2 separate regions of the Mus musculus genome follow, and region 2 is linked to region 1. Evidence: chromatin contacts called from public Hi-C data. All regions are on one chromosome and are shown on one strand. The core of a region is the stretch at or near the end of the contact, and the rest is flanking DNA. Distances in the headings are between cores, read along the strand shown.

Region 1 (2,700 bases), core at 107-2,606:
CATAACACTTCATATCATATGATCCCACAAGCTTACAAACAAAAGGAACTTCAACAATCACATTACCAAATTATCATCGTGGTATATAGTATAAATCAAATTACATCAACTTCCCATTCTTATATGCAAAGGCAGAAGAAGGAAGAGAATAAGATGATGTGTGAAAGAAATGCACTTTAATTACTGTTTCTATGTTTTTAAATAGAGATAGAGTTTATCAAAAACATTTTTGGAGATAACCTGACAAGAAATATTTTCAGTTTCCATTTTCAGTGATCTCTGTTTTCCAGAGAAAACAATCATTCATTATCCTTGCAATAATCGGATATTCTAATTTCTTTGGGCCCACTGCCTATACGGAAAAAGTAAAATGTCCAAAACCTTACTAGTTCAGGCTCAGGTCCGTTGCTACTTAGTGACATTCACTATCTCAGTTCTCTGCCTTATAAAATAAATGCTCGGGACAAGACTTCTTCAGTGTAGCATACATCATATCACACTATTTTGACAGAAGAGGAAACATATCTAAATTAAATCATTGCCACAGTCAAACCTAGCAGAAATGCTTTGTCAGCAATGACAAAGTTTCCATGTTCTAGTTATAAACTCAGAATGTTGAGCTGAAAAGAAGTGTGGAGGAGCCAGTGAAGTCTGCATCTTCCTTTCTGATGTTGGAAACCAATTGCAAAGCATCTACATGAACTCACCAGTGTGTCACTGGTGACCCCTGACACACGGAGTCCAGCCAGGTCTCCCTACATCAGGGTCATTGCTGATCCCCATCCTGCTCATCTCATATTCCTAAAACATGTTCACAACTGAAAATAATTCAATCCCGCAAAGCAAAAGGTTACTTTTCCAACCACTAATCCACATGCAGTCTCCTTGATGGAATGTTCTCTTTCATTTGTGTTTTTGTCCTTGAATGAGTCTCTTCCTAAAGATGGCTACTTTGTCTCCCTCTCTCATCTGCCCTCCTCACGTGTTAAGTTTTGTGAACACAGTTAGTTGTTCTCTTTCCTTTGGTCTTTAACAGTGGCTTACAGTGTAGACAATTGCTGCACAGCTGTTTCCCCTACCATAGAGATGACAAGTTTAAGGACTAAGCCAAAATTAGTTAAATTGCAAGTAACAGAACTTTTTTAACTATGCTCAGGAAAAAAAGGGGGGCGTTGATTTGTTCTATGTAAACTGTAAGGACAGCATCCACAATGCAGCCTAGAATATGGCCCATTCTCATGAAGGACTGTGTGCAAGACTAAGCTGACTAGAAGTTTTGTAGGTCTGCTTATGTCTCTCCCCTCCACTGCATTTCTGCACCTGCTTTGCTCTTTGTTGTCACCATAGAGCAGCTGTCTCTATTCTCAGCCCACAGAGTTGAAAATAAACACCACTGGTCGCTCTCCAGTTGATGTCATGCCTACTCAAGAATACAGAGGATAGAATTGAAATCTCTTGGTCTCAAGTGCAGTTCCCAAGAAAGCTGGCCTAGCCTGGGCAGATCTTCACTCCTCTGACATTCAAATGTGATCAGAGGACGATACAGTATTTAGCATGATGGTTGTCCGTTTAACTCTGAATAGCAGAAGTCATGTCTCCAGAAAGAGAATCTGAAGAGACTGGGCAGAACAACACTGGGTTTTCACCAGGGTTAGATCATGGTTGAAATCATTTTGGGGTCCTCCTGAATGACACACTTATTACCAATTACGTCTTTGATAACTTAATACTTGAGGCCTTGTTAGACTAAATGTTTCTCTTATTTAAAAATTTTCATAAACTATATTCTGATGGTGTTATTCCCTGCCAAAACTTCTGCCAAATCCTCCCCACTTACCTGTCCATCCAACTTCATGACCCACCTCCCAAAATCAAAAATGCAAGCAAAAAAATCCAATAAAACACAGACACAGACCACAGACACACACACACACACACACACACACACACACACACACACACACACACACACACTGCAAAATGAAACAAAAGTCACTCGTAAAAAACATCTAGTTCATTTTGTGTTCTTTAACTACTATTAGGCATGGGGCCTGCCCTGAACCATGATTGATATACCTAGAGACACTCCAGTAGTGGAAATTAATTTTCCATTTGCCAACAGATATCAATTGCAAATAATTTCCTGACTAGGACTAAGAGCCTGTGTCGACGTCCTCCTCTCAGTGCTGAGATCGTGTCTGCTTTGAACCTGACCAGGTTGAGACACTTGCTTATTCATATTCATTACTGCCTTATGCATGATACTGAAACATTGAAAACAGCCCAGATGTCAACCCACTGATAAATGGATAATAAAAAATGTGGCACATTTGGCCAATGGAATATTACTTAGCTGTTAAGAAAAATAAGGTCTGAAATTTACACATCAGTGTCTTGCTCAACCTTTATCAGAGAAGCTGTTTCTTGGAATAAATGGGAACTCATACAAAACCTACAACTGGGCAAGTGGACAAACTGGACTTTGAAGCACTCAGTCCTAGACTAAGTGTTTTAAATAAATTACTTTAAAATACTTTCTACAAAGCCAAGGTTTCATACAAAAATGAACTGGAAATCAAAGAGAATAAATGACTCTCAGTGCCATATGAACAGGAAGTACACAAGAATACAGACCTCAAGAATATTAATTTGGGGCTCTTAATCACCTTAAAGATCTATTTATGTGAAGAGTTTGCTGTG
Region 2 (2,700 bases), core at 166-2,665, 440 kb before region 1:
AAGCGTTATCACTCTCAAGGATTGATGTACATACATACTTGAATGGTACATTTGCCTTGAGGGTAAAACAAGGACAAAATGTCCCGAGACATGCTAAATATGTAGTTGCTTAATTGCAAAGCCAAAATAGATTACACACAGCCCCACAGAATGTAAGACATCTGCTTTGTTTGAAGCAAAAAGAAAGACATAGGGGGTTTGGGGGGCATGGGGGGTGTGGTGTGGGGAGTGTGGTGTAGGGGATGGGGGTGGGGGTGGGGGTGGGGCTGGGCATTTAGTTGTGACCTGCTCCAGCACTGAGCAACTTAGTAGTTAACTAGGAGTTTAATTGTGTCCCAGAAAGACCACTGCCTAGAGTCTGGCTTAGAGGCTGATGAGGACACAGGCCAAAGCTGAAATGTCACACCAGAGAGATCAGTCGAGGCAGGCAGTGGCGTGGACACTCATAACTGGGGCAGAGAGATCACAGGGTCAACTGTTTCTCGTCTAGCAATCACAAGCCTGTGCACAGGAAATTCGGAATGGAGAAGAAAAAGAAAGTAGACCTAAAAGTTAAAAACATCCAGCACCAAATTTTATAGAATCACCCTTCACTCAGAGTTTGTCATTCTGTTATTAACTTCAGATACCCTTAAATACTGACTTATAAAAACAAATCATATAGCAAACCTTTGGTCATTTCTCATGGTGTCAGAAGAATAAATTCACCTGTAAAATTTCCATTTACGGGCATCGGTGATTCAGTTTCACGTTGACTTGCTCTAGAGCCGTAATAACATTGCTCTTTGGTTGTTTGATTGTAGTTTTGGCTAGTGTTACACATGTTTAGTCTCAAACAGAGGGGTTTATTTGTTTAAAGCTGCCTTCTCTCTGTGTGAGTTTACTTGTTTGCTCACTGGCCCAAGTGAGCACCCCTCTCTGGGGATTCCTGTCCCACGAGTGTGTAACAGAGTCCAGATGCAGCGTGAGAGTGTGCTGTTTGACAAACAAAACCAAACCCTGGAACTGCCTGTGAGTTGTTGATAAATCTTTCCATCGGAATTACACTTGTCTAAGTAGCAAAGATGCAACATTCGCTTCCCATTCGGTATTTGAACGTGCAGAAGGCAGGTTTAATTGCTCCCCACAGGCAGGAATTTGGCAGAGGGAAAGCAGATTATTTTAATCGTTCTGTCTAGCTATATTTTAAAGCGACCCCAGCTACAGTGCCTGCACATTTGTGTTGGCATTAATAGAACAAAAATGTGTATTGGACTTGAAAGGTGTTTTGATAGTAAGTAAACATATTTATTTTCCACCTGATTCTCCTCCGTGGCTGTACTTGCTCTGCCAAAAAGGCAGCTGAGGGGGCGGGGCCAGCAGCAGGGCCCATTAGGAACCAAAGCTTCATTTTCAGGTTTTGAGTGCAGGGTCAGTTTAACTAAGCACCACCCACGGCATCCAATAACAGAGGTTTTGGTTTGTAAGCCGCAGAACAGCTGCTAGTGAGCTAACAAACCAGAGGCCTTCCTTTAACATTTCATTTCCTCTTTGGAAAAAAAAAGTGATTCATTTTATATGCTCATCATTACACACACACACACACACAGACACACACACACACACACACACACACACACACAATTTAATTGATTCTCTGTATAGGCAAAACGTGTTAAGAAGGTGTAGTACAAGATGTCCTGAACACCAGCGTATGGCAGTTCATGTTTATTTATAAACGAAGTCAAGAACAGTTGAATAGAAAAACTTTTGAATCCTCTCGGTGTACCACTTCTGATCCCTCCTATAAACTGGGGGAAGCCGTCTGTCTCTCACTTAGCTTGAGACACTGTTTAAGCCTACTTGGGATATCCTTCCCTTGGACACTGACTGTTTTTTGGTTTGTTCTTTTCCTCCCAGCAGATAGACATTGTTCCCAGATAGTATGCTGGAGACACAGCTCTTTCTCAGGTTTGCCTTGCCTTAAAATTAAATGGGATGTCCCAGTGGGCAGACTGTGAGAAAATGGAGATCCCTCTCTGTGTTTCTTCTTACAGGCTAAGGAGACATCTCCATTTCCAGCATTCCCCCCAGTGAGCACATCTGCTTTAGCCAGTGTTGTCCTCAGCTAGGTCAATTGGCTTGGGGGTGGGTGGGGGTAGTGGGGGTTGTGGGGGTGGGGTAAATGACCTGGCTGAGGTCATTCCTTTCCCAAAGTGATACAACATTCATTAGTTTGCACAAGTGTTGAAACTGCTTAGTGGTTCAGGACCTCAAGAAACAAAGTTTGCTGCCTTCTCAAGAAATGAATCATGTATCCAAATAGAGATACTAGAGCCTGTTGTGTGAGCAGGGGTGGGGAGCAGAGTAAGCCAGCTGCCAGGCCAGGTGAGAAAGCAGACTCTTAGGGAGGGAAGGAGAGGGAGAGAGGGAGAGAGGGAGAGAGGGAGAGAGGGAGAGAGAGAGGATTTTCTATCAATTTAAAGAACTCCCCCCAATTATTTCTCAGTAAAGAATATTTCCCTAATGTTGAACAGGGTACCCTCTATTACCACGTTTATCATAGCAAAGTGTGAGACTGCGTGAGTGGTGGGTGTTTTGTTGTGACATCTGAACTATTTGTAAATATTGTTCACAGCTTTCTTAGCATATTTTAGCGAGGCAACATTTCAGCAAAGTATAATTTATTGCACATGATATAGATGGTGAGCTTCCCAACCC

What was found. A called contact is a pair of places that touch in the nucleus more often than the background predicts.
Region 2: a contact with region 1 is called in a Hi-C map of myocytes, with 3 times the contacts expected there. The contact joins two enhancer-like sites. A contact is called at or near these places in 1 of 484 Hi-C or Micro-C datasets (myocytes) and 1 of 9 other capture datasets (embryonic tail).

Annotation. Positions count from the first base shown.
Region 1 is chr2:116,367,652-116,370,351 of GRCm38.p6, reverse strand. No RefSeq gene overlaps it. Among named protein-coding and RNA genes, the nearest start is that of 2810405F15Rik, 290 kb to the right of the region's middle. Within about 2 kb of position 1,356, at least 5 of the 459 cell types and tissues checked have an H3K27ac peak or open chromatin away from gene starts, as enhancers often do. A contact at or near this core is called in myocytes, where this site is marked.
Region 2 is chr2:116,811,931-116,814,630 of GRCm38.p6, reverse strand. The region is part of intron 3 of Gm13990 (a long non-coding RNA gene); the gene reads left to right. Among named protein-coding and RNA genes, the nearest start is that of Gm13990, 65 kb to the left of the region's middle. Within about 2 kb of position 1,415, at least 15 of the 459 cell types and tissues checked have an H3K27ac peak or open chromatin away from gene starts, as enhancers often do. A contact at or near this core is called in myocytes, where this site is marked.